Linked DNA regions of Mus musculus: region 1 is linked to region 2. The links are chromatin contacts, called in public Hi-C maps. All regions are on one chromosome and are shown on one strand. The core of a region is the stretch at or near the end of the contact, and the rest is flanking DNA. Distances in the headings are between cores, read along the strand shown. Region 1 overlaps Pgbd5 (piggyBac transposable element derived 5). Region 2 holds the start of Pgbd5 (piggyBac transposable element derived 5).

Region 1 (6,525 bases), core at 116-2,615, 60 kb after region 2:
AAGGGAAGCTGCAGGACATGTGACACAGCTGCTTTGGAGGAGGTCTGGCCCTCCATGAAGCACAGTGGGGAGTTGGCCTGCTGTCTGAGACCTATGGTCTGCGGAGGCATGTCCATAGAAGTGTAACCCTTGATGGTGTGTGCATATGTACGCGAGGGTCCACCTTTTGATTTGCTCTCAGCACTGGGAGTTGGAGTATGTGCTCGTGTGTGTGTGTGTGTGTGTGTGTGTTTCCAGTCTTAGATCTATAGAGCCGCATGAGTGTTGGACACGGCCTGGGCCTCTGGGGCACCTTTCCCCAGGAGGATTTAGGAGAGTTGCTTCTGAGATCCCCAGGGAAAGGCATTCCCTGGCTCAGCAAGCTAGGAGCTGGGTGGAGGAGGGTAACTGGATATGGAATTTTGCCTTTTCTGAGGCTAGGCAATATAGAAATGATATCACTATGAATTTTTAGAAGCATCTAGAGCCATTGAGTTCTTCACAGTGGAATGCCACATGTCGTGTCTTCAGTGACAAGAGCCCCAAGAGCTGATGGGCGTGTCCATCCCGAGGTCTCTGGCTGTGTTGTTGGGCACAGCCATACCATCCTTATCACCGCAGCTATTTACCGGTGGGCCATTCCTAATGTACATGTGACACCTTAGCAAATTCCATTTATGGACACAGATAGGATGCTTTGCCCCACAGGGCCAATGAAGAGCCCCGTTGATAAGGGCCATATTGTTGCATTAATCCATTGCTTGCATTAGTTATGGCCTCAGTGACCTTCAGGTGTGCTCTTATAGAGGGGTGGGGAAAGGCCTCAGCAGCTGCCTCTGAGGGTTCGCCCTCCTTCCCCGATTGTGGGTGGGGCACCCTGACAGTGGGTCATGTGAGAGTTTGCATCTTTCCTTCCAGGGATCTACTGCTGTGGCCTCCTCAGCTCTAGGAAGAGTGACTGCACAGGTCTCCCTCCATCCATGTTGACCAACCCTGCCACCCCACTCGCCCGGGGCCAGCACCAGATCAGGACAAAGGGCAACATGTCACTGATCTGCTGGTACAACAAGGGGCACTTCCGCTTCCTGACCAACGCCTACTCCCCTGTGCAGAAAGGTGAGTGTACAGGAAGGGGGGCACCCAGGGCACAAGCATGGAGGGCCCTCATGCGGTCTGTGTCCCTCATAGTTGTGCTATCCTGGGAAGGGGCAGGTAGGAGCTGCACGAAGCTCTTAGCTTGCCTTGATTGGCAGGTGGCTTGGTCTCATCATCCTGTTGGGGTGTGATAGCTCTGTTTTTTGGGCATGGTAATAGGCTATGCTGTGGGTGGAGTTTGTGGATCATTTTATCAGCTCTGACTCCTGGAAGCAAAGCGCCTGTGTGATCCTGGCTGCCAGGCAGCTTGCTGTTGCCCTTGCTAATTTTCCAGGGATTTAAAATTGACTCAGAGTAGAGGGACTTAATTAGCCCAGAGTCTGTATTTAAAGAAACTGACAGCTAAGACCTTGTTAAACTGCTGAGACAAAAATTGAGAGGATCGCAAAGGAATCTGCAGACACTTCCAAAGCGGTGTGCACATGAACGGCTTGCATTCCTATGTGCATACTGGGTGTGTGACATGCATGCTCCTGGGGTGTACCATGTGTGCGGTGTGTGTGTGTGTAGTGTATAGTGTATACACATACCATGTGTTTATCATGTGTGTGTTTATATATATGTGTGTATATATGTATATATACCACTACGTATTGTGTGTGTGTTTGTGTGTGTGTATAGTGTATATACATACCATATGTGTTTATATGTGTGTGTGTAGTATATATACATATCATGTGTTTTATATATATATATATATGCATACACATGTGTATATATGAATATATATACCACTATATAGTGTGTGTATACACATACCATATGTGTGTTTATATGTGTTTATATGTGTTTATATGTATGTGTGTGTGTATATATATATATATATACACACTGCTATATAGTATGTGTATATGTGTACATATATATATATACATATATATATATATATATATATATATATATAGTGTGTACACATACCATGTGTTGTGTGTTTGTATGTCTCTGTGTGTGTGTATATATATATATATATATATATATATATATACTGCTATATAGTATGTGTGTGTGTGTATATATATATATTGCTATATAGTATGTGTGTGTGTATATATATATATATATAGTATACACATACCATGTGTGTGTTTATATATATATGTATGTGTGTGTATATGTGTATATATACCACTATATACTATGTGTGTGTATATACACACACACACACATATATATGTGTGTATATATATATATATACATATATATATATATATAGTGTATACACATACCATGTGTGTATTTATATATGTGTGTGATACATGTATATATACACTATATAGTGTATATATATATTATGTGTTTATATATGTGTATATATGTATATATACCACTACATATACTACACACACACACACACACACACACGATAGATAGATAGATAGATAGATAGATAGATAGATAGATAGATAGACAGACAGACAGACAGACAGACAGTATATGTATGGTCATGTTACATGTGTGGTCTACATGTGCTTCTGTGGTACAGTGTACGTATGTATTTATGTTCTCCACATGGTGTATGCCTCTGTAGTCTGACATAAAGCTAGCCAGCACAGTGGGAAGCCCTAACTATGTCCGGGTGCCTGTGGACACCTTTGTTCCTGTGGCCTGCAGAGGGGATCCAGACAGTGCACAAGCAGGCCAGAGGACAGACGTCAGACAGTAGCCATTGGTGCAATAAAATGGGGAGATCCTGTGGGTTCCCTTTTAGTCCCCAGGCTCTGCTGGTTATGAGTTGTGCCATGGCTCTGGGGGCCCGTTGGCTGCGCTCCCTTGGTGTGTGTAGAGGAACATTCTGGGTAGATGAGCAACTAAGGGGTCATGGAGCAGCCCCTGAGAGGTGTGAGCGTGTTGGGCCTGGGGTGGAAGGGCTGGCCTCCTTGTTCCTCTGAGACATGATCCCACCCACGCTGTGAACAGCCCAGAGACACTGCCGCTATTCCCACCCTCCCCCAGCCCCTGACCAAGTCATCCAATATAGAGGGGAAAGAGAAGCCTTCTTCCCCTCACTTCTCCTCAGGCCTGTCCCGGGAGCATCTGCATGTGCCTGTGACTGTGTCATTGTCCCTGTGCTCACGAAGCCACCAAGTCTAGGTAGCAGATAACTGTGCACTTGTCTGCCTCCGATGCCTCCTCACACCCACCGCTCTGCTGAAGCACGTGATGGACGGTGCTGGTCCAGTGTCCCACCATGCCCCACGCCCAGGAACTGGGCAGCCTGGATGGGGACTGAGCTCCTGTCTCCCCCACAGGCGTCATCATCAAGAGGAGGAGTGGGGAAATCCCCTGCCCTCTGGCCGTGGAGGCCTTTGCGGCTCACCTCAGCTACATCTGCAGATATGACGATAAGTACAGCAAGTGAGTGTGTGGGCGGCTGGGGGGGCATGGGCAGCTGGGGGTGCGTGGGCAGCTGGGGGGTCGTGGGCAGCTGGGGGGGCATGGGCAGCTGGGGGGCGTGGGCAGCTGGGGGGGGCGTGGGTGGATGGTGTACGTGTGAGTGGCATCTGGTGTTTGGGAGACTGATGTGCATTCAGGTGATGTCAGATGTGTGGGCAGCCAGTGGGTGCCTGGGTGGCCAGTGTGCCTGCGAGTGGCATCCGTTGTTTGGGCGGCTGCTGGGTGCATGGGCGGCCGGCCAGTGTGCATGGGGTAACATGACAACACACTATAACACTATCGCAGTGGTGTGTAGGGAGGGTTGTGTTAGCCCAGACATAGTGAAGAACATAAATATGGGGCATGAGGACCCATGAGGTAGTCTCGGGCCCTCGTCCTGCCCACAGGTGGCCTACACACCCATCTCCTCTAGAAATCCCTGCACTCCACTCACATCCCAGGCCTCCAGCCCCACCTGAGGTACCCGCCACTGCTCATACCCCATTGGTGGGCATCTTGGCACATAGTTCAGCCTTTATCTTCTAGGCTTTGTCCATCCAGAGCTGGACTCCCCGGTGGTCTTCATATATGATGTAGCCAAGATGTAGAGGCAGTAAACAGGATAAGAGAATCAAGGCTCTGGGCGTAGTATCCTCAGGGTCAGCCCCAGGGTCCTGAGTCTTCCCTGAGGGAAGACAAATGGCTAACAGGAGCACATTTGAGAAGAGAGAGAGAACACATCACGAGGCCTGGAACTGAGGGATTAAGCATTTAGATGTGGATGGGCTGAGAGAAGGGCCCTGAGAAGGCAGATGCTGGAGGATGGGGCAGGGCCTGTCATAGCCCCGCCCCTGAGCCCCGCCCACAGCTGGTTCCCAGTGCATCACCAGAAGGGAGTTCTTCAGATGCACTGGCCTGACACTCAGCCTCTAGGCTTCTCTCCCCTGAGAGCTATAACCAGCATGCCCATTGTGAGACTTTTCTGAGGAGATGTGGACAAACACCTGCTCTCCTCCACTGGACACTAGTGACATATTAAAGAGTTCCCTCAGTCTTGTGGGTTTTATTCACTTGCTAAGTCCTAATGAGGGGGGCGCGTAAACCTCAGGGAACAGCTACACAGCGCCGTGCCTCCTCCTCTTCCCAGGTATTTCATCTCTCACAAGCCAAACAAGACGTGGCAGCAAGTGTTCTGGTTCGCCATCAGCATCGCCGTCAACAACGCCTACATCCTGTACAAAATGTCAGACGCCTACCACGTGAAGAAGTACAGCCGGGCACAGTTCGGAGAGAGACTTGTCAGGGAGTTGCTGGGCTTGGAGGACTCATCGCCAGCCCACTGAGACTGCTGGCCCAGGGGTGTCAGGGACAAGGAAGGAGCCTGTCACCTGCCTGCTGGCTGGAGGGCTCATGTGTGGTCAGAAGTCTGCTTTCCACATCACCCCCCACAAAGGGTGGCTCCCCAGAGCCTGATACAGGTGACCTCGGAAGGTACCAGCAGTAGGACCAGTGGACCGTGCTCCGCTTTCCAGAGTGTGAAAGATCATGACGGGCTCAAGTTCAGACCAGGCAAGCTTACAAAATGGACCCCTCGGTGCCACCCCACAGCATCCGGGGCATGGGTTCCTAGCACTCTCCCATGAGATCAGCTTAGATGGCTCCCTTGGAAGAAGAGATGCAGTGTGGTGCCATTAAAACTCAGAGCCAGGGGGGGCAGGGGCGGCTGCAGCTTGCTGACTGTAAACAGGGTGCTCCTGTTCTGTCCTCCACGGGACTGCAGCGAGCAGGGCGAGGAGGGGAGAACAATGCCGGGTTTTTGTTTTTTTTTTTTGTTTTGGTTGGTTGTTTTGTTTTGTTTTGTTTTCAATGTATCTTCAGGTTAATTCCCTACTGTTGCTTAAGGTCTACTGTGAACAGATGTGCCCCCCACTCCCCACTCTCTGACACCACATACCTTCACAGCTCCCTGCATGATCACAGTTCTGTTTCTGGCCTGTGGCAGGTTAGGAAGGGCCGCTGGCTTCCAGGACAGATGTAGCTAGCTATGGCTACCAAGGCCTGGGGAGCCTGCAGACTGAATACTCTGTCACCTTGTCACTGTTGGCAGAATTACCTGTCTTGAGAACTCTATAGCATCATGAAAACAAAATCCTTCACCTCCCTCTGTCTGTGAGAATGGGGTCCCCTAGAAAGTCACAGCAGGATTAGGAGGCCCTGGCTGGGGACTGACCCTGTGGGATCTCCCATAGGCCCAGGTCCTTCCCACCAGAGGTTGACATCTCTCCATGGAGCCTGAGCCTCAAGGTGGGCCCACTGTCCCCACAGATGGGATACAAGGATTTTTCCACACCTTGCAGCCCTTCCTCCTGATCTAATGGCACCTAATGTCCCCAGATGCAGACTGTCCTCGGCAGGGGCTTTGGGGCACTTCCTCATCCTTTCAGTGAGCCGAGGCGTGGCTGGCAGCAGAATGCTCTCCACACCTTGTCACATCTGTGTCCACTCTCTCCACAAGCACCCTCGCCTGCGGTGGGACCCGCAATGCCACAGATCACAGGCCCAACTTCAGTTTGTGTTTAAGATAACCTTTGCTGTACCCTTAATGGGATCAAAAGCACTTTCACCACACGGAGAAATATATTTTCAATTTGTGATGCTTTTCTACAAGGCCCACTCTTCCTGAGTTCAGGTGTTTCCAACGCTTAGGGAGCCTAATGAAGGCCAATGACTTTTTCTTTTCTGTCCAAACAAGAAAAATAAAAAATAAAAGTCTATTTAGATGTCGGCTGTTAGTATGTGATTTTGTTTCAAAGAGTTAGAGAGCTGTTCCCCTTGAACTTGCTTTCCCATGGGTGACCAGGAACGTATGAGCTGAACTGTTCTTAGAATCTTGAAACATTGAACAGTTTATAAAAAGAAACCAGTTAGGATTTGATGTGTGAATATATTTTATATACATATATATACATATATATGTATGTATTCATATATATATATATATATGTATATATATATATA
Region 2 (6,542 bases), core at 1,675-4,174:
TTGCTTTACAGATCCAAGGACTTCAGTTTACCCCCCAGAACCTGTATAAAAAGCTGGGCATGGGGGCATGTACCACGAGCTGTACCCTTAAGCTGTGAGCCAGAATAAACCTGTTCTCCCTTAAATGCTCCTGTCAGACTATTTTATCATGTTAACAGGAAAATAAACAAAACAAGACAACCTAAGGCAGTACACTGTAAAAGGAGGATCAGGGCCTCAGAATATAGCCCAGGAGCCCAGGGCTCCTGCAAGGCTCTTAATTCAATCCCAAGCACCACAATGAATGAATGAATGAATGAATGAATGATGAATGAATGAATGAATGAATAATATAAAATTAAAGATAAAAAGAAGGCTCAGACAAAATTAAAAATGACAACAGTGTTTATTTTAAGAAAAGATGTGTATACTTTTATGTTAGTATGAGTCTTTTGTTTGCATGCGTGTATGTATGTGCACTGTGTGCATGCCTGCTACACTCAGAGGCTAGAAGCGGACATTGGATTCCCTATACCCGGAGTTAGAGACAGTTCTGAGCTGCCATATGTGTGCTGGGCACTAAACCTAGTTCTCTGCAAGAATAGCCTGTACTCTTAATCACTGAACCATCTCCCCAGCCCCACCACCCAGGCACGTTCCTTTGTCTACTTTCTATTTGATAAACTTCTGCTCCCAGTCTCTTCCTTCCCTTTCTCCACTTCCTCCTCTTTATTGTTTCCTTTTGGAGATAGTGTCTGCTATACCCAGGCTGGCTTCCAACTTGCTATCTCACTCTGCCGAGGGTGACCTTGAACTTCTGACTCTGTTGCCTCCATCTCCCAACTGCTCCGGATCACAAGCTTGTACCACCACAGCTGGCTTGTGCATTCCCGGAGATCAAGCCGAGGGGGTTCTTGAATGCTTAGCAACAGTTTGCTAGCTGAACTAAATCCCCAGACCTCTTCCTTCTGTTGCTGCCATGTGAGCTACTGGAAGAGGAGCCCAGAAAGCACAGAGGCCCTGTATTTCCTTGGTCTGAGCACCATATCGGGGTCAACGAATGGCTGTCCCTGCTTTAACTGTTACTGTTCTGTCCCGTGCTCCCGCGATGGCAAATTGGCCAGAACCACACCCACATTAGCTGCTTTTTTTTCATCCTTTTTCTGGTCAAGTCTATTTATAGGTACCCACTTCACAGCCTTTGTCAATTTGCTGTACACAGGAATGCTAGAACCCCCACCCCCCCCACCACACACACACACACACACACACACACACACACACACTTCTTTGGCATGCTTTTTCAAGAGAGTGGCAGTGCTCTGCAAATACTTTCTTGCTTATCAGCTAAATACACACAGAGGAGGAAGATCAGTAAGTCGCTTTCTCTTTCCAGCCTGGCTGCTTGTGATTGTCATGGATTCAAGCCTGTGCAGAGACCTGGTTTGCAGGTCACAGGGTCTGGGCACAGGCAGACGTGAGTGAAAATCTCAGCCAGGGCAGATGGGTCCCAGCACCCTTTTTCTTAGAAATAGAAACCCATTGTCTTCCGTTTGTGTAATTATCATTTACTACACCCAATAGGGGTCTCAAGCCCTTCACATCTACTTGGATTTATTTTATGTCGGAGTGAAAGTGACTTTATGACCCAGTTACCATTAATGTGACTTATTGCATTATGTTTGAGAGGAGGAGGAGGAGAGAAGACATTCTGATGAGGGGAGGTCGGCCAGCCGGCCTCATGCTTTGCCCCCAGAAGAGAGGAGACAGACTCTGCTCCATTGTTAGATCTCTGAAACCCTGGCGACCAGCTGTTTGTTTCCTGATCATATAATCCTCTTCCAGATGTGCGTTGTCTTAGGCCTGTGCAAGTGATACCAGGGCGCAGGTGGTGATAGTTCTCATGGAAGCAATTTTGAGTTCAGAAGATGTGAGCATCAAAGGACTGTGAGAAATGACGAGCCACCTCATTCCAGTGTTGCGGTCCTTACATGACAGTTGTTGGAGGAGAGACTGTTTTAGTGTCTGACCCAGGTTCCCAAAAGAGCAAGGTTCGGGGAAGCTAGAAGGGCAACCTGAAATTCACAGGAGTGCTGGGCGCAGCCTCGGCTGGCCGCCCACCTGGAGCGTGTCCGCAGAGTGAATTTCAGAACCGCTGGGCGGACAGCTCCTCGGAGCCGGGCGCGGCTGCGCAAGGGGCGGGCCAAAGAGCACGGAGCACCGGGACCCGCCTCCCTCCCCACGCCGGCGAGCGGCTATGAGCTTATGGGCGGGGCTCCTCGCGACTGACTGCCCTAGCGTCACGCCCCGAGGAGGCAGGGCGACCTGCTATCCCCGCCCCCGCGAGGCCGGCGCTCTCTATTGGCCAGCAGCTGAAGGTGCTGGAGGCGGGCCCGGTCCACGGCTCGCGCCCGGGAAGGTCGGCGGCGCAACGCGGTTGCCGCGGGGAGGGTGCGCGGGGACGCGACGGGGCCGGGCGCGGCGGAGACGCAGCGGGTGGGGGCGGCGGCGGCTCTGGGCAGCGGCTGAGTCTCTTCCCGCCGCGGCCGCAGCCAGCGGCGCCCGAGCTCCAAGGCGCATCCCGGGCGCGCGGCCCGAGCGGCCAAGACGGCGGGCCGGCCGGGCGCGGGGCGGCGCGCGCTGTGCTGCGGGCTGCGCTGGTGGGGAGCCACGGGCCGCGGCGGGGGTCCCGGGCCCGGCGTGTGCGGCTGGGAGGCGCTGTGGGGTGTGGGCGCGCGGGCGGCGGCCGGGGCTATGGCCGAGGGCGGTGGGGGCTCACGGAGGAGGGCTCCGGCGCTGCTGGAGGCAGCCCGTGCACGCTACGAGAGCCTGCACATCTCGGACGACGTGTTCGGCGAGTCGGGCCCGGACAGCGGCGGGAACCCCTTTTACAGCACCTCCGCAGCCTCACGCTCCTCCTCGGCCGCCTCCTCGGACGATGAGCGTGAGCGCCCCGCGCCTCCGGGGACCGCCCCGCCATCCTACGCCGCGGATCCCTTGGAACTCGAGGAGGACGAGACCGGTGGGGGCTGGAGCGCCGTGCTGAGGGATCGCCCGTCCCCGCGCTTCGAGGACACCGGTGGTGAGGATCGACCGGGGACACTGGGGTGCAGGGACACACAGGGCGCGGTCTGAAGGCTGGAGCACGGGCCAGACTGGTTCCAGACACACCCGACCTGCACCTGTGTGTTTCTGGAAACAGCTGGTTTGGGGAGCAGGGATTAAACAGAGAGGGTCCTACTGCACAGGATGGTGGTCCCAGGTTTCTCGTGGGTGGAGACCAAGCCAGCAGCACTTTGCCAGAGGCTTTCGGTCGTCTGGCAGTGTCACACCTGTGGGGTCAGTAAAGTATGGCTCTTTTGGTGGAGGGGATCCAAACGCCTGGCACGGCTGAGGCTGAGTCCTTTGCAGTACGCAGGATCTAGGTGTCAGGGGTCAGGCCAGTCGCAGCTGAAGCACATAGAGAGCCCAGAGCCAGAGCATATCAGCATCTTCACTGCTCTCTGTTTTCCCGAGAAACTTCCTGTGGTGCCAGTCGATCTCTAGCTGAGCACCGGAAGGAGCCAAGGGTGATTCCACTGCGTTAGGGAGTGTTAGTCCGAGTTACTTTCAAGGTGTGTAGACCAGACTCAGATTATCCGGAGGCGACTGGAGTTGAGCACAGCCACCCTGCTACTCTGAGCCCTCAGCTGTTGGCTTCTGCAGAGTCTAAAATAGTGCTGCTTTGCAGCAGCTTGGTCAGCTTCTGCTTTCTGAGATGTGGAAACTGCTTTCCCATATGATCCTCAGTGCTGCTGTTCAGGCTCCATGGCTTCCTAGCAGCCAGATGTTACACCATATATTCTGTGAAGTGCACACAACCAGTGTGAATGGGCACCAAGGAGTGCCCCTTTGCATAGTCTCTCTCTCTCTCTCTCTCTCTCTCTCTCTCTCTCTCTCTCTCTGTGTGTGTGTGTGTGTGTGTCACTCACACACACACACACACACTTTGGGCAGTGTACATGACACTATAGCTATTGTTCCTCAAGATTGCAGGTGCACAGGAGGTAGGCTCCAGGGCCTGGGTATGGAAACGTAGCTGCAGGGAGCTGGCAATGGGAAAGGTTGGCCCAGCCCTGGAGGGAGTGTTCTGCAACCTTGCCAGGCTGCGGTGTGGATGGGCAAAGTTGCATCTGGATTGGAGGGTTACCATCACCATGCAAGGTTCTAAGTGGGTACATTTTAAAACCCAACCATTTGGCTGTGGTTTATGGTACTCTAAATTGTCCTCCTATATGCCACCCTTCATTTCCCAGTGTGCCTTAAAGGCCTCCTGCCCTGGACAGCTGCTTTCCATATTGGATGTTGGGATTGTACCAGCCTGGTGCCCTGGTTTGTCAGTCTTCGTGCTGTGAGCCTTTGTGATCCTGTGTTGATCTTGCAGCACTTAAGATGCCTACTGTAGATGTCTACAGAGGAGAATTCGGCAAAGCTGAGGTCACAGGGCAAAATAGGGATGTCGTGCTGGGCTTAGTTTAGATGAAGGGTCTGGTATTGAGAAGGGTAAACACACAAAAGCGATTTAACCAGAACTTTCTTTCTTAGTAATGTATAAGTCAAGATGTTCAGAAGCAAAGCCCTCTGTCCACTGTTCACTCTGTCCACTCCCAGCCTGAAGTCCAGGATTGCCTGCCACTGGCATTAGGGTCATATCCTCCTTTCTGATAGTGCCACTGAGTTTGAGCCTGTTCCTGAGAGTCACTCAGAGGTTCCTTAGGCAAAGGCATTAGCGGCTATTTGCTGGTATTTGTGGCCAGTGTTGCTTTTCTGCTTTAGGAGCGATCCTCTCGTTTAAATTTAGATCTACTTTAGAATTTCCTCTGTGGTACCCGCTACCCAAGGGAAACACGGGGAAAGGGGAGAGGGACAGAGTTGATGGCTTGTTGAGCCCAAGGAAAGTGATTTATCAGAGCTTAAAATAGATTCCTGATTTCCAGGTTGGTCAGAAAAGATCCTTGAGCCCAGGAGCGTGGAGAGAGATGGATGTGTTTATTAGGAAGTCGGTTGCTGCAGCGCTCAACCAAGAGGTTCAGCGTGCTAAGCTACAGCATCCGGGGCGCTCCAGCAATTGCTGCTTTACATCTCCACAAACGCTGCCTGAATCTCTCTCCCTTCTGTGTGGCCCAGTTGCTTAACAGATGTAACTGGGCGGGCAGGGTGGGGGGAGAGGAAGAGTGGTGTTTTGATCTGTTACAACGTTACATTGTTTCATAATAGAACATTTGCGATTGCTACGGCTGCAGCAGTCTAATGAGGACTGCATAGGACTCCTGGTTGCTATGGGACATACTGACTTGCCCCACTGTAAGCAATTGTATCTGTGCATGAGTGTGAGTGTGCAGATGGGCATATGGAGCTGCTCCCTCGCTGCTGGTGGAGAGTTTCTTTTCTTTGGGGAGAATGCAGCTTGATTCCCTTGAAGACCTGGAGACCTTTGCTGAGTCTTTGGGCAGGAAAGAGGTGCATGATGGGACCGTTACATATTGAGTTGCTCTAGAGCAGCAGTTCTGTGGCTCCATGGAGATTTTTGTGCATATAGTAGAGAGTCAGGGGTGCCGAGCTGAGAAGAGGGAGGGAGAGATTCGGTAGTTACTGGTGAGAATCCTGGCCCTTCAGACTGTTCAAGTCTTCTCCGCCCCATCCCTATTTTCCGTGGCTTCAGCTATCTGGATGGAGCATGCTTGGGAAAGCACAGCTGGCAATGGCAGGGGAGTGGCTCTAGCACCTCCCTCAGGCTCTGCTCTGAGGTGTGGGTCCCCTTGGGAAGACTTACAGACAAACACTGGCAGGCTGGTGTCCGTACTTTAACCCTTGTGTAGATGGCAGAGTCTTCCTGGGAACTGAACTGCTCTTTGGGAGAACAGCGTCCAGACTTAACAACGGAGCCCCCTAAAATAACCCAGCAAGCTGTCAGTCTCACTTACCTTCCCACAGTGCAGATTGCCAGCAGTGTGCAAAGCTCTCCTGGGAGCAGTGTGAGATTCAGCCAGGCTGTGTCTGGGGCCTCTGACCTTCAGGCTTCCTTCTCCGAGTGCTTTCCATCACTTCTTGAGGAGGCAGAGAAGCAGGCAGTACCAGTCTCCGGTCGCCTGTTCTAGCTTTGCTGGGTTTCTGTGGTGACTGACCCCTCTTGTTCATACTAACCTCCGAGACTCCAGTAGGAACCTGACCTTGGGGAGATGAGAGGAATGTGGGGTTGAAAATTAACATTGTTGGATTTTTGTCCTTAGAGTTTACTGCCTAGATAATGATGATGATAATTATTATTATTATTGTTGTTGTTATTATTATTATTATTATTATTATTATTATTATTATTATTATTGAGGCAGGGTTTCTTGGTGTAACCCTGGCTGTCCTGAAACTCACTCTGTAGACCAGACTGGCCTTGAACCCAGACATCCACCTGCCTTTGCCGTCCAAGTGCTGGGATTAAAGGTGTGGGCCACCACACCTGGCTTACTGCTGGTTTATTAAAATAGTCTTTTATTTTTAGCATTTGTAACAATTATCTTATTTATTAT

What was found. A called contact is a pair of places that touch in the nucleus more often than the background predicts.
Region 1: a contact with region 2 is called in a Hi-C map of cortical neurons, with 2.0 times the contacts expected there. The contact joins the enhancer-like site here to the promoter of Pgbd5 in region 2. A contact is called at or near these places in 2 of 39 promoter capture datasets (the 3T3-L1 cell line and liver), 5 of 484 Hi-C or Micro-C datasets (cerebral cortex and cortical neurons), 2 of 115 datasets of contacts at active chromatin or transcription factors (both in embryonic stem cells) and 2 of 9 other capture datasets (adipose tissue and pancreatic islet).

The regions. Positions count from the first base shown.
Region 1 is chr8:124,368,816-124,375,340 of GRCm38.p6, reverse strand. It overlaps Pgbd5 (piggyBac transposable element derived 5), which reads left to right. Exons shown (of 7, transcript NM_171824.2): 5 at 898-1,095; 6 at 3,384-3,489; 7 at 4,655-6,292. The coding sequence ends at 4,850. Among named protein-coding and RNA genes, the nearest start is that of Pgbd5, 62 kb to the left of the region's middle. Within about 2 kb of position 1,365, at least 7 of the 459 cell types and tissues checked have an H3K27ac peak or open chromatin away from gene starts, as enhancers often do. A contact at or near this core is called in cortical neurons, where this site is marked.
Region 2 is chr8:124,430,318-124,436,859 of GRCm38.p6, reverse strand. It overlaps Pgbd5 (piggyBac transposable element derived 5), which reads left to right and starts at 2,924. Exons shown (of 7, transcript NM_171824.2): 1 at 2,924-3,061.